6 separate regions of the Mus musculus genome follow, and regions 1, 2, 3, 5 and 6 are each linked to region 4. A link is a contact called in public ChIA-PET, Hi-C and HiChIP or PLAC-seq data. All regions are on one chromosome and are shown on one strand. The core of a region is the stretch at or near the end of the contact, and the rest is flanking DNA. Distances in the headings are between cores, read along the strand shown. Region 1 overlaps Acoxl (acyl-Coenzyme A oxidase-like). Region 2 has its middle 130 kb from the start of Gm14009. Region 3 overlaps Acoxl (acyl-Coenzyme A oxidase-like). Region 4 holds the start of Bcl2l11 (BCL2-like 11 (apoptosis facilitator)). Region 5 overlaps Acoxl (acyl-Coenzyme A oxidase-like). Region 6 overlaps Morrbid (myeloid RNA regulator of BCL2L11 induced cell death).

The links. A called contact is a pair of places that touch in the nucleus more often than the background predicts. ChIA-PET counts read pairs in DNA pulled down with a chosen protein or histone mark. HiChIP or PLAC-seq counts read pairs in DNA pulled down with a chosen protein or histone mark.
Region 1: a Hi-C map of cortical neurons shows a contact between it and region 4, with 3 times the contacts expected there. The contact joins the enhancer-like site here to the promoter of Bcl2l11 in region 4. A contact is called at or near these places in 8 of 484 Hi-C or Micro-C datasets (the N1E-115 cell line, bone marrow-derived macrophages, cerebral cortex and 4 more), 9 of 115 datasets of contacts at active chromatin or transcription factors (CD8 T cells, VIP interneurons, bone marrow-derived macrophages and 5 more) and 3 of 9 other capture datasets (adipose tissue, liver and macrophages).
Region 2: a contact with region 4 is called in an RNA polymerase II ChIA-PET map of memory CD8 T cells, with 1,416 read pairs. The contact joins the enhancer-like site here to the promoter of Bcl2l11 in region 4. A contact is called at or near these places in 14 of 39 promoter capture datasets (the 3T3-L1 cell line, 3T3-L1-derived adipocytes, the C10 cell line and 9 more), 3 of 15 datasets of contacts at CTCF or cohesin (the NIH/3T3 cell line and pro-B cells), 44 of 484 Hi-C or Micro-C datasets (the 3T3-L1 cell line, the BV-2 cell line, the C10 cell line and 32 more), 37 of 115 datasets of contacts at active chromatin or transcription factors (the 230-238 cell line, CD8 T cells, DN3 thymocytes and 28 more) and 6 of 9 other capture datasets (adipose tissue, bone marrow-derived macrophages, embryonic stem cells and 3 more).
Region 3: an H3K4me3 HiChIP or PLAC-seq map of bone marrow-derived macrophages shows a contact between it and region 4, with 4 times the contacts expected there. The contact joins the enhancer-like site here to the promoter of Bcl2l11 in region 4. A contact is called at or near these places in 1 of 39 promoter capture datasets (neutrophils), 1 of 15 datasets of contacts at CTCF or cohesin (CD8 T cells), 4 of 484 Hi-C or Micro-C datasets (the HPC-7 cell line, bone marrow-derived macrophages, rod photoreceptor and 1 more), 6 of 115 datasets of contacts at active chromatin or transcription factors (CD8 T cells, bone marrow-derived macrophages, embryonic stem cells and 2 more) and 3 of 9 other capture datasets (adipose tissue, liver and pancreatic islet).
Region 5: a BATF HiChIP or PLAC-seq map of CD8 T cells shows a contact between it and region 4, with 16 read pairs. The contact joins the enhancer-like site here to the promoter of Bcl2l11 in region 4. A contact is called at or near these places in 10 of 39 promoter capture datasets (the C10 cell line, the HPC-7 cell line, the SN4741 cell line and 7 more), 2 of 15 datasets of contacts at CTCF or cohesin (CD8 T cells and large pre-B cells), 11 of 484 Hi-C or Micro-C datasets (CD4 T cells, CD8 T cells, Th1 cells and 5 more), 26 of 115 datasets of contacts at active chromatin or transcription factors (the 230-238 cell line, CD8 T cells, the NIH/3T3 cell line and 22 more) and 3 of 9 other capture datasets (adipose tissue, liver and pancreatic islet).
Region 6: a contact with region 4 is called in an H3K4me3 HiChIP or PLAC-seq map of bone marrow-derived macrophages, with 11 times the contacts expected there. The contact joins the enhancer-like site here to the promoter of Bcl2l11 in region 4. A contact is called at or near these places in 18 of 39 promoter capture datasets (the 3T3-L1 cell line, 3T3-L1-derived adipocytes, the C10 cell line and 13 more), 3 of 15 datasets of contacts at CTCF or cohesin (CD8 T cells, the NIH/3T3 cell line and large pre-B cells), 33 of 484 Hi-C or Micro-C datasets (the 3T3-L1 cell line, the C10 cell line, the C2C12 cell line and 24 more), 36 of 115 datasets of contacts at active chromatin or transcription factors (the 230-238 cell line, CD8 T cells, the SCID.adh cell line and 26 more) and 3 of 9 other capture datasets (adipose tissue, liver and pancreatic islet).

What each region holds. Positions count from the first base shown.
Region 1 is chr2:127,960,338-127,964,593 of GRCm38.p6, forward strand. The region is part of intron 9 of Acoxl (acyl-Coenzyme A oxidase-like); the gene reads left to right. Among named protein-coding and RNA genes, the nearest start is that of Acoxl, 110 kb to the left of the region's middle. Within about 2 kb of position 1,949, at least 52 of the 459 cell types and tissues checked have an H3K27ac peak or open chromatin away from gene starts, as enhancers often do. A contact at or near this core is called in the N1E-115 cell line, VIP interneurons, bone marrow-derived macrophages and 4 more, where this site is marked.
Region 2 is chr2:128,293,385-128,297,312 of GRCm38.p6, forward strand. No RefSeq gene overlaps it. Among named protein-coding and RNA genes, the nearest start is that of Gm14009, 130 kb to the left of the region's middle. Within about 2 kb of position 2,532, at least 109 of the 459 cell types and tissues checked have an H3K27ac peak or open chromatin away from gene starts, as enhancers often do. A contact at or near this core is called in the BV-2 cell line, the C2C12 cell line, CD8 T cells and 22 more, where this site is marked.
Region 3 is chr2:127,981,859-127,986,025 of GRCm38.p6, forward strand. The region is part of intron 11 of Acoxl (acyl-Coenzyme A oxidase-like); the gene reads left to right. Among named protein-coding and RNA genes, the nearest start is that of Acoxl, 130 kb to the left of the region's middle. Within about 2 kb of position 1,608, at least 2 of the 459 cell types and tissues checked have an H3K27ac peak or open chromatin away from gene starts, as enhancers often do. A contact at or near this core is called in bone marrow-derived macrophages, where this site is marked.
Region 4 is chr2:128,124,523-128,128,543 of GRCm38.p6, forward strand. Bcl2l11 (BCL2-like 11 (apoptosis facilitator)) reads left to right here and starts at 1,516. Exons shown (of 4, transcript NM_207680.2): 1 at 1,516-1,730. It also overlaps a transcript of Acoxl not described here.
Region 5 is chr2:127,915,090-127,919,000 of GRCm38.p6, forward strand. All of the region lies in intron 9 of Acoxl (acyl-Coenzyme A oxidase-like), which reads left to right. Among named protein-coding and RNA genes, the nearest start is that of Acoxl, 62 kb to the left of the region's middle. Within about 2 kb of position 1,927, at least 29 of the 459 cell types and tissues checked have an H3K27ac peak or open chromatin away from gene starts, as enhancers often do. A contact at or near this core is called in CD8 T cells, the HPC-7 cell line, Th1 cells and 3 more, where this site is marked.
Region 6 is chr2:128,371,689-128,375,676 of GRCm38.p6, forward strand. The region is part of intron 1 of Morrbid (myeloid RNA regulator of BCL2L11 induced cell death); the gene reads right to left. Among named protein-coding and RNA genes, the nearest start is that of Gm14010, 49 kb to the right of the region's middle. Within about 2 kb of position 2,438, at least 95 of the 459 cell types and tissues checked have an H3K27ac peak or open chromatin away from gene starts, as enhancers often do. A contact at or near this core is called in the 230-238 cell line, the NIH/3T3 cell line, Sertoli cells and 13 more, where this site is marked.

The sequences.
Region 1 (4,256 bases), core at 699-3,198, 160 kb before region 4:
CAAAAGAGGAGAAACAGAAAGGGTTGGACTGAAGGCTCTCTGAGCGGTTGGGCTATCTCTGTGAAGTCATATGGGAATGGGATGTATGTGTCCCACTGAGGGCTCTCACCTGATCCCTTGACTGTAACCTGAAATTGAATTATTAACAATTCTCAGTGGACATGGGAGTGTGTCTGGGCCCCAGCTTCTGTCTGCAGAGGTCAAGCACCTCAACCCTGAAGGAGGCAAGTTTCTCTTCTCCCTTCTGGCTGCAGAAATGCCTGTGAACTACCTAGCACCCTGAGCTTATACTCCAAGATATCTCAGAGTCAAGGACAGAGGCTCAGCCACATAGGATTTTCTCCTTCAGGGTGACTGGATGTCATTCACAGCAGACTGATGCAATGATGCTTCGGAGCAGGAAACATGGGAAGCAATTATCTTTTTAGTAGGTCACTGGCCTCCTTTGGGAGAAGAGACCAGAGGGAGAGTAGAGAAGGCAGGCAGTGTAGTCCCCCCCAAGAGGCTGCGCCTGCAGAAGCTGCCTTGGTGATTAATAGCCGTGTCACTTTCTGCGAATGTTGCTTCAAGCGGCCGTGTTCACAATTGAGTGGGGATGAAATACAACAACCAAAAATAAATGTTTCCTCTATTCCTTAGTTGTTGCCAGAGCCCAGAAATAGCGTTTCAGATCTATAATCTTAAATGGCATCATTCGCAGTTCTCTCTGAGCCCTGGATTGATTTTCACGTGGATATCAGCGTGCATACATACTCGGCTCTTTGTTTTTGTTTTTTTTTTAAAGATCATGAGAAAGCTAAGTGACTTGGATTCTTTTTCTTTGGAGGGAGTGCTGAAATGAGAATTGTTTTTATAGAGAAAAATATACCCTTTACATGTATTTTTAACAAAAAATAGTAACCCAGTGGAGGAAAGACAGGAAGAATATTGTGTCCATATAGATCATATTCTGGAACAATAAAAACGTCTGGCAGGCAGTAATTGCTGGCCAGCTGCAGGGATTACAGCCCTGTGAGCTGTGTTCAGGGCAGCATGCCAGGATGCTGGCAACCAGGGAAGGAGCCTTCAGTGTGCCCGACTGGGTCCATAAACATGATGCTGAGTGCAGAATAGCCAGTCAAGGTTGCCATGTGGGCTATGACTTCTCTGACCAGTGTCTTGATATCCCCTGTCTCTGCTGCCTCTCTTGCAGCCAGACAACAAGCTTGGGGATAATGGTGGCAGTCTTAGGGCTGACCTCTGGTAGCATCTCTGAGCACAAAAGCCATTAATCTTTATTGTCACATTTCCCACCTCTACAGCCAGATAGAACATCAGACAGGTCAGAAGCCAGTGGAAACTCCCTTTTGGTGCTTTGGGACTGTCAGCATCTGAGGCCAGAGGGAAGGAGTTGTGGACCCTGCTTTCTGCTCATCCACTGATTTGGGGTTTTTTTTTTTTTCTGTTCTCATAGAAGAAAGTCAGGGTATGGCTGTTGGCATGAGGTGGGTTCCTCTCTTCTCCTCTCTCATTCTTCTCATTAATTTCTATCCTAACTGACTACCCATGTTCCCTTGTCAAAGTTATTTCTCTGTAACAACTATTAATAAGCAGACATTCCAGAAAAACAACACAAAACACTAGCATCAGTCGGGAGGTAGAGGGTGCCAGCAGAAAGCATGGACTAAGCAGGCTAAGCAGGCTAAGCAGATTAGGAATGACTCGTTGGATGCTTTGGGAGGCTTCTGATATTGGCAGGGGGCTCTCCTTGGTCTGACACTACCTTGGTGTCACCTGGGGTGACCTGTGCAGGGTAACAGTGGCCTACATTGTGATAGCCTCGTGAAGGAGGTATTGGGGCCTCTGAATTTGTTAGCTTGCATTTGGAAGATGTTGTCATGGGGACATCATTTGCTATCTTTAGGAATGAGCTCACCCTGGGAGGCGGGGCAAACACTCCAGGATCAAGCAAGGCTCCAGTGGAGAAGCATCAGGAGCAGTCAGTTAGTAGAGACACATGCAGTGTCAGGCTGCAAGGGAGAGACATTGGCACTGGAGGGATCACAGGAAGATTACTGAGGGCATTCTAGGGAGAAGCAACTTTGCTTTTATTGGTTTGTTTCTGTTTGGGTTTTGGAAGGGATATGTTAGAGAGAGGGAGAAATATCAGAAAAGTCTCAGTTGGGGAGGGGGATGTGTCTTAGTTAGGGTTTTATTGCTGTGACATCATGACCATGCAACTCTTATTAAAAAAAATTAATTGAGGCTGGCTGATAGTTTCAGAGGTTTAGTCCATTATCATGGCAGGAAGCATGGCAGTGTGCAGGCAGACACGGTGCTAGAGGAGCTGAGAATTCTGCATCTTGATCCACAGGCAGCAGCAGGATACTGTCTTCCACACTGAGTGTAGCTTGAGCATAGGAAATCTCAAAGCCCACTCTCACAGTAACATACTTCCTTCAAGGCAAGACCTACTCCGACAAGGCCACACCTCCTGATAGTGTCACTCCCTATGAGCTAACCATGCAAACACATGAGTTGATGGGGACCTTGCCAATTTGTCTTAGTTTGGGTCTTTGTAGAGACACCATGAACATAGCAACTTGAATAAAGGCAAACATTTAATTGGTGCTGGCCTACAGTTTCAGAGATCCAGTCCATTATTGGCATGGCCGGAAACACGGCAGCATGCGGGCAGGCATGGTGCTGCAGGGAGCTGAGAGTTCTACATTTTGATGTGAAGGCAGCAGAGAGAGACTGTGAGCCACACTGGGCATAGCTTGAGCATAGGAGACCTTAAAGCTCACCCCAACAGTGACACACTTCCTCCAGGAATACCACACTTACTCCAACAAGGCCATGCCTCCTAATAGTACCCACTCCCTATGGGCCTATGGGGGCCAATTACATTTAAAGAACCACACTATTCAAACTACCATTCCAGCTTCTAGCCCCCATAAGCTTGTAGCCATAACATAATGCAAAATGCATTTAGTCCATCTTCAAAAGTTCCCATAGCCTATCACAGTCTCAACAATGTTTAAAACTCCAAAGTTCAAAGCCTCTTCTGAGATTCATGCAATCTCTTAACTGTAATCCTTTAAAATCAAAATTGCACACTTTACCAGATCACATACTTCCAACATATAATAGCACAGGATATACATTACTGTTTCAAAAGATATGGAAGAGAGCATAGTAGGGAACTTCTGGACCAAAGCAAGACCAAAACCAGCTGGACAAACTCCAGCCTCTGCATCAGATCTCCAACTCCTTTCAGCTTTGTTGACAGCAACACATTTCTTTTTCTCAGTCTGGTTCCACGTCCTGTTAACAGGTTTCCTTGGCAGGTATACCATGGCTCTGGCACTTGGGGTCCCAAAGGCAGCCCAGACTTCACTTTTATTGCTTCTCACAATGGCCTCTTGAAGGGACACCCCTGCCAATACATACACTTGGCCCTAGTGACTTTCCTCAGTCTGGGGGCTGGGGACTTCTACAACCCTTTTCTTCTATCCTTGACTCTAAAGACAGAACCACATGGCCGAAGCTGATGAGCTCTGCTTTTTGTTGGGGCTGCAGCATGGCCCCCTTGTTCAATTACATCATCACTAACTTCCTGTTTTTGATGCTTTCCTTTTCTGTTCGGCTGACCTTGATCTCAGAGATGAGCATGCCTCTGTATCCTAGGGGCTGAGATTAAATGTGTGTACCACTAGTCTTCTCCTCTGAAGCCTCTTGAGCCAGGCTCCTACAGTTCAAATGCACTTAAAGCATTCCACTGGCTTGCTAAACCAAAATCCCCCAATACACATTCCTCCAAACAAAATCATGGTCAGGCCTATCATAGCAATACTCCGGTCCCTGGTACCAACTTCTGTCTTCAGGTTTTATGGCTGTGAACAGACACCATGACCATGGCAACTATTATAAAAGAAAATATTTAATTGGGGCTGGCTTACAGTTTTAGAGATTTAGTCCATTATTATCATGGTGGGAAGAATGGCAGCATCCAGGCAGACGTGGTGCTGGAGAAAGAGCTGAAATCTTGTTCTGTTGGCTGCAGAAGGGGACTGTCTTTCATACTGGGCATAGGTGGCCCCTGCAGTGACATACTTCTGCCAAGGCAAGATTTTCTCCAACAAGACCACACTTCCTAGTAGTGCTACTCCCTATGGCCAAGCATTCAAACACAGGAGTCTATGGGGCCATACCTATTTAAACCACCACAGAATACGTGGCTGAACCACCACAAGTGAGTCCAGTTAGATATATGG
Region 2 (3,928 bases), core at 1,282-3,781, 170 kb after region 4:
CCTCCTCAGTTTCTCTTTATGTAAACAAAATCCAGGGTGCACTTCTGATGGCTGACATTCCATGCGTGCCCACTCCACTACCAGCTTCCCAGATGAAGAGCTTTGTCATGCTATGCAATGCTGCGCCCATTGTTCCTCCCTCAGACTTTTGACCAGCAAGGAAATGCACTGCTCAGCTACTTAGCAGATGTCCTTGTGAGAGAACCACAGCCCCTCTTAAGTTCGACAGGCCCTCTTAAAAATCAGAATATTGACCACATCTTCATGGCAAGAGATGCTGGGAACCCATGACCCTGATGAAAAGCAAAAGGATCCCAAAGCAAGATTGAATTCTCATGAATGGATCTCTGACATGTGCGAAAATGCTAGATTTTTAGAAGTATTGAGTATATGCATCTTATGGGGGAAATCTATGAATTTCATTAGATATTCAAAAAAGTAGGTCATGCTCCAGAAGTTCCTCCCAAATGTGGGGCTCATCCGAGGGCTCATCTTACGTTATTGCTGGCACGTTCCATGAGCATGTGGGGAGTCATGGTAGAGACACCGGCCAGAGGCTGACGTAGCCAGAGGCTCCTGCCCGAGCTTCCAGACTCTCCTGCCCTAAAAGTGGGAATTTACATTTTGTTTCTATCTTCAAAGTTTCACTAGGACATGAACGATGGTTGCATTCATTATATAATCAGAGGCCATGACCTCAGTAACTACCCAAAAAGGATTCCTGGGACAGTAACTGCAGGTAGAGGTGGTCGGGGGTGGGGTGAGGCAGACAGGACAGGGAACAAGGCTTAGAGACCAGGAAAGATAGTGGAGCTCCTGAACAGATGAGATGTTCAGAATCTGCAAAGGTCCCTAAAGATTAAATTCCAGTGAAAAGCCCCCAAGGGCAAATGTGCCCTGACCTGCCGAGCTTGGCATGGGAGGTTCCTGTCTTAGTTACTGTTATCATGGCAAAGGCAACTTATAGAAGAAAGCTTTTAACTGGGGGCTTGCTTACTGCTTCAGAGGACGAATTGCTTATCATTGTGGCAGGGAGCATGGCAGCACACAGCAGATGGGGTGCTGGAGAGGTAACTGGAAGCTACATCCTGATCTGCAGTCTGCAGGCAGCAAGGACGGGGACACACACACACACACACACACACACAGAGAGAGAGAGAGAGAGAGAGAGAGAGAGAGAGAGAGAGAGAAGAGAGAGGCCCATCCCCAGTGGCACACCAACTGGGTATCAAAGATTCAAATATGTGAGCCCACGGGGGGGGGGGGGCTTTCTCACTCAAACCACCACAGCAACAGAGTCTAGAACAGGGCTTTGGAGGCAGCCCTGACTCTCTCCCCTTTCTTTACACAGAGCACCTCATTATTCTCAGACAGTGCCATTCTGAGAGCAGGCACCAAACCGACAGTGAGTTTTGGCCAAGACTTCCCTTTTTGCATGGTTGTGAGTGACTGGTGGGGGACCTGGGTGAGTGGGACAGCCTTCAGCTATGACATGCAGCACCTGTTGTAGAGGGTCTTGGTGGGTCAGCAGTGGCCCCAGGACGACACAGGTGCTAGCCAAGAGCTCAAGAGCCATTGCCATCTCCAGACCTACCTCAAGTTATGCCTCCCCCAAGAAACAACTGCTTCTGGGTTGAACAATCTATTTAGAGAGGATGGCAAGTCACACCTCACCGTGCTCCCCACCAAATCACGAATCCACCACGTCACCATGCTTTCCTGTGGACAGAGGAGTGGCAAAGAAGCCATCCTGCCGAGCTTCCTGCTCAGGCACAATGACATCTGCTGCCCTGCTGGTGACGCGCAGCCCACCCCAGGTGTGGGAACGCTCTGGCTTCTTGTAGATTGTGGTTTCCCCGTTGAGTCAGAGGGATTGGGACAGTGCTTTGAGCAGAAGGACAGGCGGGTCACAAGACATGTGTGTGTCAAAGAGATAAATTTTGAATCTTTGACAACAGGTTTATTTCGAGTAAGCTGAGTCACTGATTACATCAAAGATCGTGCCCAGCTGGAGACACTAACAGCAAAACCCAGACCTGGGGCATTTCATGGAAGTTACCGTAAACAGTTATTTTGGGCAAAAATAGATTTTCATCTATTTGTTTATTTTTGAGACAGGGCTTGCCATGTAGCCCAGGCTGGTCTGGAATATACAATTCATTATGTAGCCCAGGTTACCTTCAAACTCAATGTCTTTGTGTCTCAGCCTTACAATGTTTGGGTTAGTGTTGTTGACATTGTTGTTTTCTACAAAGCTTTAAAACACACACAAAAAGAAATGAATTTATTACTTATCGCAACTTAGCAGAGTAGTTAAATTTATAATCTGCCTTAAATTCTATATGATTGGGAGAGGGTACCAAAAAGCAGGGAAGACCCTTGGTGAGGGTTGGGGGAGGGGTACTCAGAATACCCTTGAGATGGAGCGAGTTCATCTGATGTTTAATGTGCATAGCACCAGTGAGGCTCTCCACTCTATGGAAAGAGTGAATGTCTTTCTAAAACCTCCATGGAGTCAGGCCAGGCATCTCTTCAGACGTCTGCTTCCTGAGTCATCTTTGCCTTTTCTGTGACAGACTACTGATTCCACTGGGAACACTCTAGCCATGTGGAGTCCTTCTGAGTTCCAGGAGTCTATACTGTTGGTCACAGGGAAAGAGAAGGATCACGGGTTTGACAGAGGCTCTGGGGACAGCAGGCCTGGCTATCCAGTGGACTCCACTGGCAGAGGAGGGCTGATATTTTGCTCTGGAGGGAAGCCTGGGTGGAATAGGGTTTCCTTCAGGCTGTGCAGCAGTTCAACCAAGAGGCAGTTCAGCAGAGCAATTGAGCCATAGACAGCAAGCTCTCTCCCCGTGTTTATCTCCAGTTTCCACCTTCGATTCTTCTCAGGAGACCCAGATCCCTCCACTCTCCCCACGCTCATCTAGGAAATTGGAGCTACCTCAAGGATGCCAGGATCCTCAGAGCCCATTTCTCTGAGCAGCCAGGCTGTTGTGTCAATAGTCCGAGAACAGAAGAGCCATAGATCTCAGCCAGGTAGGAGCCTCGTGTAGCCTTGGGGGGTTCAAAGGCCCGACCCCAGTATCTGACCCATCAGCTGCTTTGATCTGCTGAAGTTTCTTTCTTCTACTTCCCACAGACTTTTATGATTTTATTACATGTGTGTTTGCTCTGTTCTGTGACAATTGAGGTGAATGAATCAGAATCACCAATTGTTTTTCCTTCTAGTCTGCCCAGGTCTGTCACCCCATCCTGCTCTGACCATTTTTTTTTTTTTTTTTTAAGATTTATTTATTTATTATATGTAAGTACACTGTAGCTGTCTTCAGACACTCCAGAAGAGGGCGTGAGATCTCATTACGGATGGTTGTGAGCCACCATGTGGTTGCTGGGATTTGAACTCAGGACCTTCGGAAGAGCATTCAGTGCTCTTAACCGCTGAGCCATCTCTCCAGGCCCCTGCTCTGACCATTTAAACCCCCTCTTGCCCTCCAGTGAGAGCACAAGCACCAATCTTCCAGGCTTCACCTTTCATGCTCCCCTCCCCCAAAGCAAGCTCAGGCTCTTTCTCCAAAACAGGAAGTTACAGATAGTGAAGTGACATCGGTCCCTGGCCTCCACTGGTAGCCTCCCCCACTCTCTCCCTCATTCTGAGCAACGTCCTCTGACTAACTCCCGAGGTTCTCCTTCCTCTCTGGAGCCCCCTTGCATCAGCGCAGCTGCCTGGACTCCTCCCAATGCCCAACTAGAATTTCCAGAACCTTCCAAGCTAGGTGGCCTCCTTCTGACCTATGGACATTCCTCTGGGGCTGGTTCTGTCACAGGATTTTTTCCCCCTGAGGATTTATTGCCAGGAAAAAGAATTCCCCAAAGGAACGTTGTGATTTCTCATGTTGGACAATGAGAGCCAGACACTGTTCTTTCT
Region 3 (4,167 bases), core at 358-2,857, 140 kb before region 4:
CATGAAAGGTTTTCATGAATGCTCTTTTGCAAAGGAGAAGCGGAGACTGGACTGAGTGGCAGCTAGAGCTGGGGCTGAGTTCTTCACTAGGTCCCTCTGTCCTAAGGCTGACTAGGGTGTGCAGCATGCAAAGTGGCTAAGGACTAAGCAGTGACCACTTGATAGACAGGTGGACAGATGGACTAATGGACTGAGGGGAGTGAGTGGGTGTCCTGTGTATCTATTTTCTCTCATTCTTAGAACTTGAGATTGATTCATAAAACTTGTCCCCTTTCACCTTTCTGTGCGTTATTTTACTTCAGACAATTAAAGGATTTTGGAGTGTGTGTGCTTGTTCGTGTGTGTGCATGTAGAAGCCAGTGGTTGATGTTGGCTGCCTTCCTCAATCACCTTTTGTTAATGAGTTAAATTTCCTTTTGACACTTTTGATGGCTATGATACATCTAATTATTCTTACCCTTGCTGTCTTCTGTCTCCCGTCCATTACTGTCCATTCTGCCTCTTTCCTACAAACCCCTTTTCTACCTTTGTATCTTTTGTTTTGTTTTGTGACCCACTGAGTTTAAGCAAGGCTACCTGTAAAACTGTGGTTGCAGAACTATCCTTTAGAGCCCAGAAGGTATACAACTGAAGGCCATGATTTCTTCTTCCCCAACACCCATCAACAGCCAATAGTTTCCCCAGGGAGGGGGAGACCCTCTGAGTCCTTCCCATCCATGGATGACTGCTAAAAAACCCAGCTTTGTTCAGGCCCAGTGCAGGGGATCTCTGCTGCGGTGCGTTCATGAATTCTCTGTCACACTCAGAAAACAGTGTTTTGTAGCTCTTCTCTCCAACATTTGGCTCTTATACTCTTTCTCCCACCTCTTCTGGATAATCCCTGAGCCTGGATACATGATATAAATATTTAGGGCTGCATGCTCATCAGTCATAGCTAGAACAGCCATGTATCTCTTTCACTGCAAAGAGAAGCTTCTCTGATCCAGGCTTAGGGTGGTATATATCTATGCATATAAATGTAAATATTTAGAAGATAGTATTATGTGATGTCAACTTATGAAAACAGCAGCAGTGAGTCCTCCCGTCCCCACCCCAGGGCCTATGACCTTCTAGCCATGACTTTCTAAACAGGTTTAAAGTACCAATCATGAATTCTCTTCTTTGGCCTTAAGTCTATTCAGGTATCTGTCATTTACTCCTGTAACAGTCATGCCCCTATTGTTCCAGGGATTGCACTTGGCATGGCGGGTTGGAATTATGGCTTCAACTTTTCTCCTCTGGCAGCTTCTAGCACCTTCTAGCCAGCAGGAGGCATGCTAGCCAGGAGAAAGGGGGCTTCCAGTTAAGTTCCAGCTTCATTTCTCTATGTCCTGCCACCCACGTTTGTCCCACCTTATTTCTGGAGACTAGGTCTTTCTCTGAATATGGAGATCACTGATTTGGTAGACAGGCTGGTCAGTAAACTCCAGAAATCTACTTGCCTCTCCAGGGCTGGAATCACAGGGGCATTCACCACCCGCAGCTTTCTGCATGGGTGATGGGGATCTAAAGTTAGGTTCTCATGCTTGGACAGCAGACATTTACTGACTGAGTCATCATGACTTTTTATGGAGAAGTTGCCAGCCTTGGCCGTATGTCAGTCATATCCAAAGCACGAGTGCCCCACTGGCAGCTCCTTTGAGGGGATGACAAATGTGATGTCATGTCTAGTATGGGAGCAGGAAACTTGAAAAATTACATAGTGTGCTAAGATAGGAACCGTTCTGGCAATAATCTTTGCTGCTTCTCTCTTATCACCAGCAATCCTCCTAACCTTTGAGGCACTCCTCTTAACTTCTGGCTTTCATGTCTGGCACTAGTACTCAGCATGAGTGTTATCTAGGGAGGGCATGTTATTTCCTCAGTGAAACAATTTTTTTTAAAGATTTATTTATTTATTATATGTAGGTACACTGTAGCTGTCTTCAGACATTCCAGAAGAGGGAGTCAGATCTCCTTATGGATGGTTGTGAGCCACCATGTGGTTGCTGGGATTTGAACTCAGGACCTTCAGAAGAGCAGTTGGGTGCTTTTACACGCTGAGCCATCTCACCAGCCCCAACAATTTTTTTTATATATTTTTTCTTTATTTACATTTCAAATGTTATCCCATTTCCTTGTTTCCCCTCCAAAAAACCCTTATCCTTTCCTCCCCCTCCCCCTGCTCACCAACCCACCCACTCCCACTTCCTGATCCTGGCATTCCCCTACACTGGGGCATTGAGCTGGCACAGGACCAAGGGTCTCTTCTCCCATTGATGCTCCACAGGCCATCCTCTGCTACATATGCGGCTAGAGCCATAGGTCCCTTCATGTGTTCTCTTTGGTTGGTGGTTTGGTCCCTGGGAGCTCTGGGGGAATCTGATTGGTTCATATTGTTGTTCTTCCTATGGGGAAAACCCCTTCAGCTCCTTGGTTCCTTTCTCTAGCTCCACCATTGGGGACCCTGTGCTCAATCCAATGGTTGGCTGAGAGCATCCATCTCTATATTTGTCAGGCACTGGTGGAGCCTCTCAGGAGACAGCTATATCAGGCTCCTGACAGCAAGCACTTGTTGGTATCCACTATAGGGGTATGGGTTTGGTGACTGTATATGGGATGGATCCCCACCCCCTTCAGTGAAGCAATTTTAAAACCACATGCATTATGTTTCTTTTCCCAATTGCAAAAGCAATGCATCCTTTCTGTATATACCCACTGTAGATGTTTTTTGAAAATAAGAAAAGCACAGAGAAGGAAGGAAATAGATGCTACACCTGTGCTTCTAAGCAATGACACGTTTCTAAGCCACATTCTTTCTATGCACTGGTGTGTTTAAAGTTTTATAAGTTCTTGCCCCTGAGGCAGTAAGGACAATACTTCAGATTTCACGTATGCAGCAGTGTTAGTGTCTGGTAACATTTATGATGTATGTGTAACATAATTTAACTAACCAACTATGGTGGTTTGAAGATGTTTGGCCCATGGGAAGTGCTACTATTAGGAGGTGTGTCCATGTCAGAGGAAGTATGTCACTGTGGAGGCGGGCTTTGAGGGCTCCTACAGCTCAAGCTCTGCCCCATGTAGAAGAGCTAGTCTTCTCCTCGGGGCCTTCAGATCCAGATGCAGAATTCTCAGCTCTTGCTCCAGCACCATGTTTGCCTGATTCCTGCCATGGTGAAAATGGACTGAACCTCTGAAACTGTAAGCCAGCCCCAAGTAAATGTTGTCCATTATCAGAGTTGTCTTGGTCATGTTGGTCCCTTCGCAGCAATGGAAATACTAACTAAAATGCCAACCTTCAGTTATATAACAATCTATTATAAAAATATTCTAATACCTAACTTTGGTGCTAATTTGTGTGCATATTCTGCTTTTGGGGGAATACATATTTAAATAATACTGACACTGTGAACAAAGGTTATACATATTTCTTCTTCTATCAGCAATCAAAACCAAGGCCTAATAGTTTCTAGACCAGTGGCTTTCAAGTTCTCTTGATCATGACCCCCCCCCACACACACACAATAGAATTTTCATTATAATCCAGAAATTCCATACATATATACATACATGAAAAGTGGAAAAAAAATAGAAATTTTCATGTAATAACACTGGCCTTCCCATCCTGATGTGTTCTGGTAATTTCCTTTCATTTTAAGAAAAGCAGACCACCATGCATTACCTGGACTTCAGGACCTGCTGGTGTGTCACAGCTTGCTGTTTGCAGAGCATAGCCAGGCTCACTGGTCAAATCCCAGAGTCTTACTCTAGGTAGCTGGGGTTTCAACACAGAGTCCAGGAAGCTGCAGTGTTGGAGGATACATTGTCTAGTCCAGGCTGTGGGATGCCTTCAGTGACTGGAAGGTTTCTAATTTCACCCCCTTGGTACTTAAGATTTTGTATTTGAAGTTCAGGAAGAATGGGGACCCCAATTATCTTTTGAGAGCCAATACAACATAGTAACCATTTCCCCCCTACCTGCCTGAATGAAGCATCCGGCTGCCACTGCTGCTTTTGAGTATCCCTGCAGGAGCCTTGAGATCCTCAGACTCCTTTTGTCTACAAAGGGATATTTCCTTAGCCCCCAATGGCTCACTTAACTAAGTAAGCACTCTGTGTTAGGAATTATTGAGAGAGTCATAAACT
Region 4 (4,021 bases), core at 266-2,765:
ACAGACCTGGATCGGCGGTGTACTTGACTTCATCCACGCCCTTGCCCTGTGCGCTCTTGTAGCGATCACCCCTGACCTCCAGCAGGAGCAAGGCTTTGCCTTGAACACCCCAGCTTCCCTGGGAACCAATGGCTTCTTTGATCTCACTCAGGATTCACTTGAGAAGCTAGACTTTAGCATGGGGCTGTGCTGTGTCACCGTGACGTTAGATCCGCATACAAACACCAAAATGACCAAGATGGCCCAACATTGATTGGGACGGCAGGTCGCAACACTTGTTCTGCAAGAAAAGGCTACGTCCTACTTACTGCCAGCCTGGATGCAGGTTGGGTAGCCCATTAATAGAGTTTCCTTAATCTCGTGTGGGGAGTGGGACGTTCCATTTCCAGAGCAGCTTTTTTGGGCCGCCGCTATGAGAGAAGGGGCTGGGGGTGGGGATGCACATGGCGCCATTGACTTCCAGACTTCTGTTGGAATCACAAAGGCCTCAGGAAGATCAAGGGATTTTTTTTTCGACCCCCTTATGGTTTTCCCAGCTCGGCCTGAACTCCGCTGCTCCATGGTCGCCAGCATCGGCGGACCGATGGATAGACAGTTCCTGGCGTACACTGTGAGCCCCAAACATTTCGAGGCTCCCAACACCGCTCATGGCACAACCGTCTTTCCTTGGTAGCCCCCCTCCTTTTCCTTGTAGTTATTCTTTTCCAGCTAACTTTCTCATTCCCCTATTTTATATGCTTGTCGTGCCCGCCCATCGCTCCCTGAAGCTTCCCGCTTCTCTTGTCTCTCAACTGTCCTTCTCACCACCACCTCTGCCTCTTAAGTAACTGGGCACTAGGGAAACAAACATATAAACCACAACAACAACAACAGCACACACACACAAACACAACACTAAGGAGAGCCTAAAGGAGGACAGAAGGCAGAAGGCGGCGGCGACGAAGAATCTCGCTTGAGGCGCAGACGAAGAGGGGTGAGCATCTTGCTGATCTGAGTCCCCCGGAGGTCAGGAATTCTAGGAAAGGACAGTCAAAGGCCAGTGCCCATCCTTGCACCAATCTAATCCTCATGGTTTGGGGCTGAGAAGCTGTGCAAAGCAAGGGCGGAGGGACGCCTTCTGAGGCTTCCAACTGGCGCCCGCGGCCGGGCTGGACACAGAGCAGTGTACCCTGAGCGCCCCCTAAGTTCCGCTCTGCGAGGTGGCCGCCACGGGCGGACGGGGAGGGGCGGGTACATTCTGAGTGGAGGATGGGCGAGCATGCAGCTGCCCGCAGGCCAAGACACTAGGGTAAACACGCCGGGGTGGGCGGCGCACGCAAACTGCAGGACAGCCGGCGGGGCCACCCTCCCCACTACCTGTCGCAGCCTGCACGCGCCAGCGGCCTGGGGGCCGTGGGGGGTGGGGCTTACCTTCCGGCTTGCCGGGGGCCGGACTAAACGGGGGCGGAGCCCGCGGTGATTGGGCGCGGGGGCGGGGGCTCAACTACCGCAGAGTCTCAAGAGCAGGCTGCTTTCACTTCGCTCCCCGCAGGCACTGGGTCACCAGCTGGTTGGAGCTCTGCGGTCCTTGCCATCGTCGCCGTCACCGGATTCCTGCAGCCGCTCTGCGAGCTGTGTTCCACTTGGATTCACACCACCTCCGCTGCTCCCGCCGCCACCGCCTCGGCGCCCTTCCCCTGGCCCTCGTCCACCCAATGTCTGACTCTGATTCTCGGACTGAGAAACGCAAGGTAAACACTCCGCGACTCCCGGGGCGCAGGCTGGGGATGGATAGAAGACAGGCGCCGCAGCGGCTTCATCTGTCTCTGGTGTCGCACGTGCGGGTGGAGGCACTGGTTTGTCCCGCGTGGCTGCAGGAGGCGAACGCTGGGAGTCGGGTCGAGGTCGCTGCGTGCCAAGGCACTTTTGGGGAAGGGTTGTCGGCACTGAAGCTGCGGGCACTTAGCCGAAGACTGGGTTGGGACGCAATGCCGCACGAGGGGCCGCTGAGGCATCTCTCGCGGGCAAGGAGGGCGCGTGGTCTCGGCTTGGAGCCGAGGTCCCGCTTCGTGGTGCCGGTAGTGCGTCCAGCCGGGAAGCGTCGCGGCGACCCAGACGGCCCGGGAGAAGTAGCCGCGCGGTAGCGGCGGGCGGGTAGACTTAACTCTTCGCTGACGCGGGTTCATTGCGGAGGTTTGAGTATTAAAATCACACGCGCCCAGACTTTGCTTGTACCCATTCAAGTCAGTTTGGCCATAGTGGTCAATTTCCTTTCCGGATGTCCCTGGCGGCCCGGTTCCTTTTGCGACCGTCCTGTGGATATTGAGGAACACCGTATCTACAGGAGACAAGAAACCCCGTAACCCCCCTAGGACCACTTAGGCTACGCGTATTCCAAGCCCCAGCTAGCCGACTACTCCTAGCCCGATTGCACCGGGACCCAGTCGCATAGGCTGGCGGACCCCTGAGCTCGCAAGCCTATTGCCCACGGGGCAGGCACTGCTTGAGGAAGGCTAACTGAACAGTGGGGGCAGAGGTCTGGATGTGCATGCCCGAGACCCGAGATGGTCGTTCATATTTGGTTCGTGTCGGTAGCACTCGGTAGCACATGGGGACACAGCAGGTGAAGTTGCTGAGAAGTTCTTCAGGGGACTGCGGAGGCATTAGGGACTTGGCTCGGAATGGCCTGGAGTGCGATCGTGGCCTCGCGGATCTCCGAGGGGTGCGTGTCTCGCTTTGTCTCTAATGTCCCGCTGCCCTGGCGGCGGGAATTCCCGCAAAGCGCGCGCCGTCCCGGCCTGGCCCAGGGGTGGGGCGGGGCGCAAAGCGAAGCTGCCCGGCCCCCTAAGTTCCAGCCGGAGCTGCGGTGGCCGGCACAGTCTGAGCGGCGCTGGGCGGCGAGTTTGTCAACAATCGCCTTGCCTTCGGCTGCCTGACCCGTAGGCGCCGCCCCCACCGCCTCTGCCCATTGGTTACGATGGGGAGCGACTGCGCGCGGGCCAATGGGGGAGCACTGGCAGCCGGCGCCAGGGGCGCAGGGCTGGCGGTGCCCGCGCGGCGGCGGGAGCTGCGCGCTAGGGGCGGAGCGGGAGGAGGCGGAGGATGATCCCGGCGGCGGCCGGTGCAGCGCGGGCCAGAGGCGCGGCGCGCGAAACCTTCGGCTCCCCGGCGGAGCGTGGCGGAGGGCGGACGGGCAGGCGCGGGGCCCTGGAGCCCAGGACCCGGCTTTGTTTCCCTTGCCTCCTCGGTGGCGACGTGCAGGGGTCGTTCGATCGGCGCAACACGCCGCGCTCGGAAGGGAAGGGGCGGACGTGAGTCTCGGCATGGTGGCCCGGGGAGGGAAAGAGTCAGCCTTGCGCCGGGTATTGCCAAGAACGCGCAGCTAGGTGTGGAACTTTCAAAGGGATGTCTCTTAAGGCCCTCTTTGGAAGTGTGCACATTCCGGCAAGGTTGCACCCGAGAGAAGTGGTTTAGTGTTTGGGGTGGCGCGCAGGGCAGGCAGCAGGAGGGACCTTGCGGCCGAGGGCGCTCGACCCGGGCGGAGCTGCGCTCGGAGTTACAAACTCTATTGTGACGCACTTACTACGACTGACGGCCGCTGCCAAACCTTCTCCAGACTTGCTGCCCTCAGCATTTTCGGCAAACAATGGGGCCGGAGCAGGGAAGGCGGCCAGCCGCCTGCAATCTCTGCATCTGCGCCCGCTCCTGTGCTCCAGCTCCGCATCTGAGCCCGGGAAATGAGAGCCCGCTGGGATTTTCAGACTTGATTCAAGTTTGTCCTGAAGGAAAGCACGAAATGTAGACGTCCCGCGAGCTGCTTCTCCTAAAACTTCTGTGCTTGTGTGTGCGTGAGCGCACAGGCTGACTCCACAAGCTGGGGAGCTGATACTTTGTTTTGTTTGGTAGTCCGATTTAGTTCCACTCTGCATCAAAATAAACACACCTTCATTATTTTGGGCGCCCCTTTGGTCTTACTTGGCAGATAGTCAGAAAAGTAAACAACATAACAAAGAATCTGAGGTTGACTCTAGAATTCTTAACA
Region 5 (3,911 bases), core at 677-3,176, 210 kb before region 4:
GAATGCAGAGAGGAAGTCCATCAACTGTCACATAGGAACATATTCGGTATTCTGTGTTGGCTCCAAGGTGTTAGAGTTCTGTCAAGTTATGTAAATGCAGCAAAAACCAACCAATGAACCAAAAAACTAATAGAAAACAAGCTGGAGATGTTACAATTAAAAGAATAGAGTCTGAGGAAGAATGACTTTTGCTGAGACTCCCTCGAAGTTTTCAAGGTCATTCATTGGCTTTTTACCTTGCATCTAAGGATCTGAGATGGAGAGGTGACAACCTAAGCCAGCAGCCACAAAAGGCTGATGGAGCACTTGGCATCACATGTACAGGAGTCAGAAGATCATAGGACCATGAGTTTGTATGCAACACTTCAATCCATCTTTAGGACCTTTTCATTCTATCAAACTGTAACTGTATTACCATTAAATAGTAAAACCCTCTCCCATTTCTCCCTTTCACATCTATGGCAACCATGTGTTACTTTCTGTTTTGATGATTTAATTACTCTGGGTACCTTATATTGGTTGAATCAGATTGTATTTGTCTTTTCATGCCAATCTTATTTTACTGAGCAGTGCCTAGACATTCTTGGATGCAGCCTGTGCCAGGGTTTCCTTTTTCATTAAGGCCAGTATTCCATTGTGGCTGCCTATTCATTTATCCATCAACTGACTCAGGCTGCATCCACCTTTTACTTACAGTGGATACTGCTGTTGAAACTACAGTACACAAATGTCTGAGTCCCTGCTTCCACTTCTTTTGGGCTTATATCCAGAAGTAGATTCTGAATCTTGTGGCAATTCTACATTTAATTATTTGAGGAGTGTTCATATTGTTTCTTTCTCATTTCCACTTGAAATGTAGTCGTGCCAAGTCGGTGCAGTTCTGGCTCTTTCAGAAACGCACAGCTGTGACTGAGAAAGGATTTCCAGTTTGCTGTTGAGTTTCAGCAGAACTCAGATACTGGGTTTCCTGGTCTTTTTTGTGCGGATGGGAAGGTGTTGGGGAGCAAAGTATGGGACCTTCAGGTCTCATCACCAGACTTTTATAAATATTCCAGCAGAAAGTCCAGGGTAAGATCAATGTGGACATGAGAAACTCAATAGGCACATAGTGGATAGAGATGGGGTAAAGACTCCAGAGAGGGCAGATGGTTCCAGAGTAACTGATGGGGCAGGATGGCTTCTCTATAGAGCAAGGGACTGGAGGCATCTTAAGGAGATGAGGGTGAAGAGGAGATGAGGGAGTCAGTAAAATCATGTAACCGTGGTGAGCAGGCAGCACTTCTGTTGTGGACAGAGCTGGGGACAGAGCTATTCTAGAACAAGAGGGGACCCTGTGTGGTAACTAAGGTACTTGAGGCCCCAAAACATACAGTGGTGCCTTAGACAAATCTCTCCCATTAAAAAGAAGCATGTGTTAGGATTAAAGACATCCTCCAGAGCACACAGACATTCACATGTGCCTACACGTGTGTCTACACCCACACCCACTTCACCCACTTTCACTTCTGCCCCAAGGCATCCTCCATTCCTGTATATCCATCATTCCAGGTTTGTTTGTGTGGCATAGGAGTGCCTATTTGAATATAAGATGCCATATAGGGTTGGTGCTGAGGCAGGGAAGTGGAGAATAATGCAGCTGTGTTCAGACAGCATAAATGTGCAATACAAGGAAAATACTGGCCATGGCTGATGGATATTTGACAGCAGGTCTTTCCCACAGACCATTTATTATCATGATGCCTTAATTTATTTTTATAAAGTCAAGTCATTTTTTTTCTACAGAGTGGAAAATTGTCTCTTTGATGTTCGTTTCCCATTGTTTAGCTTGAGGTTTTGGGTGGAATCCACGCCACTGTGACGACTGGGTAACCCCGAGAAGTGCCCTTTGCAGATAACAGCTCTTGGGGCCCCACCACCCACGCAGTGGGAAACAATTTCCCCAGTGTGTGGGTGTTTCGTTTTGTTCTTTCTGTAAGGTTGAAAGAGTCCTCTTCCTTTCTGATCCAGCGCTGCAGCCTGAAGAAACATGCTCCTTCATGGTGGATACCTTGAGGCAGCCATGAAAGAGGAAACAGGCTTAGAAATGGCCCTTCACCTTTCTCTCTCACCCTCTGACACTGGAGTAACCACAGGAGCCAATGGTGTGGCAGTTTTGCATGAGTCACTGCATTCATATTTCTAAAGCCAAAGATAAGAGCAAGGAACAAACCTGCAATAGAATGATTTTGCTAGTTTGTTTTGTTGGGTTTCTTTCTTAAACAGATAGGAAAGGAAGCACATTTTCCATCTAATATGGTTACAGGAAAGTCCACAGGGTTCTAAGTTTTAGATAAAACTGAATAATGATTCTTCTTTATAATTGACTTATATTTCCTTGCTCCCCATAGACCTTGAGAAAGGTCAACTTAGCTGTCCACTGAGGCTAGGGCACCGTCAAGACTTTGAGATTATAGGTAACAATTTTTCCAAAGGACTTGATATCTCTCAAAGTGTGCTGGATAGCTCTATGTCAACTTGACACAGGCTAAAGTCATTGAAGAAGATGGGACCTCAATTAAGAAAATGCCACCATAGTATCCAGCTGTATGGTATTTTCCTAATTTGTAATTAGTGTGGGAGGGTCCAACCCATTGTGGGTAGTGCCATCCCTGGGCTGCTGGTCCTGGGTGCTATAAGAAAGCAGGCCTGAGCAAGTCATGTTGGGTAACCCAGTAAGCAGCACCCCTCCATGAGCCCTAATCAGCTCCTGCTTTTAGGTCGCCACCCTGTTTGGGTTCCCATCCTAACTTCCTTCAATGATGACTATGGTTGTGGAAGTGTAAGCCAAATAAGTCCTTTCCTCCTCAATTTGCTTTTGTTTATGGTGTTTCTTCAGAGCAATAGTAACCTAAGTTGAGACACAGGGCTGTGGAGCAGCAAAGGGGACAGCAGAATTGGAGGTCCTACATATAGTCACTCCCAGAGAGGTAAGGGGTGTCTGTGCCCAGCATGGCCACCCTTAGATGAACATGCAGATCTGCGTCTGAACAGTCATTCCAAGTGGTGCTGTTGCTTTTGTTTTGAATGAGTTGGCAAGAAATAAAGGGGTCATGCACCCTTGTGTTGTGACTTGGATTAGAATCAGAGTCTACAGTTGGCAGATGAGTCAGAAAGCTTATCGAATGGGCAGGTGACATCAAGTAGGTAATGCAGTTGTCATCTTTTGAAATACAAAAGTAAAGACAAGAAACAGGGTCATCTGGGCCATTGGGTTTTGATTTCGAGTGCTGGCAAATGCCTAGTGACTCCCATTTGGAGCTGGTTTTGATCTTGTGGGGTCAGTTGAGGAAGAATGTCATTCTCCACATTTTGTAAAAATAAAATAAAGTGACTTTCCGCCCTACTTTCCATTTTCAAGAATAGTTGTTTCTGTCACCAGGTCTCTGGCTGGCTGCTTTATCTGTCTCTTTCTCAAACTTCACAGTAAGGCTCTGACCAGATTTATACAAAAGAGTTGCCAAGAATTATTCAACTCTGATGGTAGAATCTTAAAAGTCAAGCTATCTTTAGAAGGTTGCATTTTTTGTTATAACCTCCCTACAAAATATTATTCTCAAGGGGGCAGACTGCAGATCTTCATGGAGTGTCCAAATCATGTGTTTTTACTTAGTGTTTTGAGAGCTGTGGGTTATGTTGTTGGTATTTCATGGTAGAACTCAGCATGGGCCTGGGGCTCTGCCTCGAGAGTGACAAGCACTCTTCAGGGTAGATACACCTTCAGGTGTATCTTCTACCCCCTGCAATCCCTCATCTCCTCTCTTGTTAGTGGCCTTCTTATAAAGGGACCTTTTCATCTAACCTTAAACCTGCTCATTGCATGACATCACCAGACTCACAGGGTTGTCTCCAAGGGTTCTCTGCTTACTAACAAG
Region 6 (3,988 bases), core at 1,188-3,687, 250 kb after region 4:
CAGTAGACCCCAAAGAAACTATTATAGATCAAATCTACAAATCAGTGATTTATGTGGGGGTAGACAGGAGGAAAGAGAGAAAGTTGGGGTTTCCAACTGAAGCTTAAAGTTGAGAGTGATCTCTAGGTGAGTTACCAGCTGTGCTGAGAAGACATGTCCACACAGATCTCAGTGTTCTCCACTGTCAGCCTGCCAACAGTGACTCTAGAGAAATTATCTTGAAAGATCTTCTAGAAAGGTATAAAACATAGGATAAACATGGTTGAGTGATGAGATTCCAGCTCCACACACTTTTAAAGATGCCCTGTGTGCAGTTATGATAATCTTGACAAGTGACTTGGAGAAAGTTGCCTGATGTTCAAGTTTAGAGCCCTTTAAATCGGTGTTTCTGGATTAGCTAAGAAACAGACAATTGCATTTTCTTTCCTTTTGCTTTTAATGAAGAAAGGATCAAGACATGGGGAGGGCCAATAAATAAAGTAATAGATTAATTAGTTGATTGATTAAAAGATAACAAACCAGCTGTAAGAGAGCATCCGAAAAGCTCTGCAGGCCCAGCACCCGTGAGCACTGAGTAGCTAAGAGTCCGTTCCCGGGTGGGAACCCTGGACGGGCCTCCCAGCCGTGATCAGCAGGCAGCAGGTAGGGGTGCTGCTGGGGGCACGTCCTGATTTTTCTGTGTCTGTGTCATTTTCGATCAACTGTGTCATGGGGCTTCCTGTTTCAGCTCCCAGTTATTCTGAAACAAAAATATGCAAGAAAAACATAGGTCACTGCCAACCGCACTGTGACAGTCACTCTAGCACATGGAAACCGAGAAGGGAGACAGATCAAAAACGCTACTATGAGCAGGGGATCAAATCAGCAACACAACTATTCTCATAGTGATATCCGAAATCCAACCGTGGTCATGAGCTGTGGCAACCCTTTAAAAGCCATTCAGGGGAGAGCAGGAAGGCAAACGTTCCCAGAATTCCACTGTTTTGTTTGGGGTCACCCTGTTGTGACTTCCCCATGGGGTCTGATGCCCAGTAAGCTATGAGATTCTACTTCTGTGTTCTTGATTTTTACTAGAGACTCCCACAAGACTTAGAAGACACCCCAGGTGATGTCTTGAGCTCCTGCCTCCAAGGACCCAAAGCAACTTCAAGTCAAGTCCACTGGGAACTCCAATTCACAAGGTGCAGAGCCCCTCAACACCTCTCCTATCTGAGACTCTAAAGATAACTGTGGGCTTACTTGAATTTGTTCCAAGTAGCCTCTATAGGAGAGAAGGAGAAAAAATAATAATAAGACAAGCCCCTCCACACACACAACCAAGCAGAGGTTGCAAGGACAGTATATGGCTGACAGAAGTTCCAGAAAGACTGTAGTTCTATTCATAACTGCACTGCTGCTCAAGGCCCCTGTGGTCAGCCTCCCTTGGTGCACCCCTGTCTGCAGATCACATCCTCAGCTCTCCAAAACAAGTGAAAGGATATTTCCAAAGGCAGAGCAGGTAGAGAGAGGCAGATGGTGCCGTGCCCTCAAAAGGTATGCTGTAGATCCAGAGCCTGCTCTGCACTCAAATCTGCCTCACACACACACACACACACACACACACACACACACACACACACACACACTGGAGCAGTTTTCCCATGAGATGGTTGAAGACAATGCTCCCATGGGAACAAGGTTAAATCTAAGCTGGCCACTGTTTCCAGCTCTGACGCTGAACAACACTGCTGACAGCTGAGAAGGCAGTACCACTCAAAACTTCCTGGGACATCTCCCTGTGCCCCCAGTGGGATACCAGCCTGAGTTCACCCTGAGCTCCAAAGGACTTTGCACTGTCCACGGCCTTTTGTTAATGACCCACATTTTTTCTGCAACCTCAGAGCGGGGAATTGCATGATTTTTGGAATAGCTCCATCTGTCCCCAAGAGATCCCTTCACAATGCATAATATACAAAGGATACAAGAAAGAGGAAATATGCAAAGTTGCTCAGACGGGTGTATTGTGTGTTTCCCGACATGAGTGTTGTTGCTGCGTGGAGTTAGGAAGGAGGGCAAATTGCCCAGCCATTGAGCTCTAGCTGAGCTGCTTCTAAGGACCCTCTCTGAAAAACAAAGCTTCCTAGAGGGTCCGGGCTCTTGACAGCAGCAACTGTGGTAATTTAGTGCCTTTGTTATTCTTTAAAAGGCCCCTATTGTCAGTGGCAGTGGGGAAGTTTCTGGAAGCTGGGGAACCTGTCTGTGTGACACCTACACAGTCAGGGGAACAGCATCCCCTCCCCACCCCCTACCCCCACCCATGAATCTCTTGGGAAAACCAGCTTCCCGTTTTGTGTCCTGTGAGCCAGCATTTTCTGACCAGGCTCACAGTATCCGCCATCTGGCCCAGGATTTCATCTGCAGCGCCTTCCTGGGTGGGCAAAGAGAAACAGGAACTGGGTGACGCACCAGTGGCTGACATGGGTGGAAGGAGAAACTGGCTTCCTCTAGTTCTACCCATGAAGCAGAGATAGATAGCCGACTGCCCTGTCCTCACCAGCCTGCCTCTTCTTAGTGGGATGCAAGAGTCAAATGGAATAGCTCAAGCAGTTACAATATGGCACTCCCAGCCAAGTGGGTACTGAAATCGCAGAGAGGGGATAGGGCCTTATAGACACAGCAGGCTAGGCCATAGAAGGAGGAAGTGGACACCCTTTCCAAGGTCACACCAGACGGGGCACAAGTGGACTAAGACTTGGGTCTTTCCCACCTAGTTCCCATGGACTAGTGGCCAAAGTTAGTGGTAAGTCCAGCTTACCACTGCAGAACCTGAATAAGCTGGCCTGGGAGCTTTTGCATGGATGAAACTAATTCCTGTGAACCCTATATTGGATGCCTACCTAGCTTTCATTGGAGAAGCCCAGGCTAGTCTATTTGGAGACTATAAGAAGTTTGTTCCCAATTCTCAGCAATTCTCAAGGACATCTTCCATAACCAAGTGGACACTGAAAGTGGTGGAGACCACCCATTCCTCCCCAGTACTGGGTTGAGCCTGAAGGGACACCTGGTCACATGTAGGGCCAAGCTGCTCTCTGCTTTGGTGAGCTTTGCTCTTCTTGTGGGTCTTTAATATTCACTATTAGCAACTCCCCATCCCCACTACGGATACACAACTTTATTTTCCCTAAGACATTATGAACAATCTGGGACCCACGAATACCATACTGAAGACAAGTACTCATTAGGGAACAGAAATGTAGTTCAGGCTAGAGGTGAAAGGTATCCATACAGAGAATGAGGCATGAGCCCTCAATGTCCCCAGCTTGTCTCTCACCAAGGTTCCTCTGTCCAGAGCTACAACCACGTATCTCTAAGCATATTTAGATCCTTTCGGGGCTTGGGTGATGTGACTTAGCTTCTACAGAATGCTCCTGGCTCAGAAAATGACTATGTATAAAGACTTTCAATGCTCTAAGGCAGAGTCTGAGTCTCTCCCAGAGCTGTTCTACCTCACCCAGCTCCTCTCATCCACTACTGAGTACAGCATCCCATCTGCCGGAGTGTCCAGATGTGTGGTTTTCACCCAAGCCGGCATCCATCCTCTCAGAAGGATGCGTGAAGGCCATCTCTTACCAAGCAGGCAGAGCCAAAAGCACAGGGAACCCAAAATCCAGAGGTGGAGCTTGACAGTCATACCCAGGTTCCCACCCAGCATCCTGGTCATCACATTCTGATGCCAGATGCTCATGGAAAATTCAATACCAGAGCCTCAAGGATCTCATAAATGGGCTCACCTTTTAGTAGTCCTTGGGTACCACTAAGGACGGCCTCAGAGTACACCAAAGGTAAAAATGGGCAAAGGATCCACAAAGGTAAAGATCTGGTCTCCCAGGTTATCTTCTGGTCTCATCTGTCCACATCCTTCCCTTCGACTTCCTTCTCCAGATTTGCTCATTAAAATTTTTTTCAAAGAACAAAACCTGGACACTTTTACAGATTTATATAGTCTGAC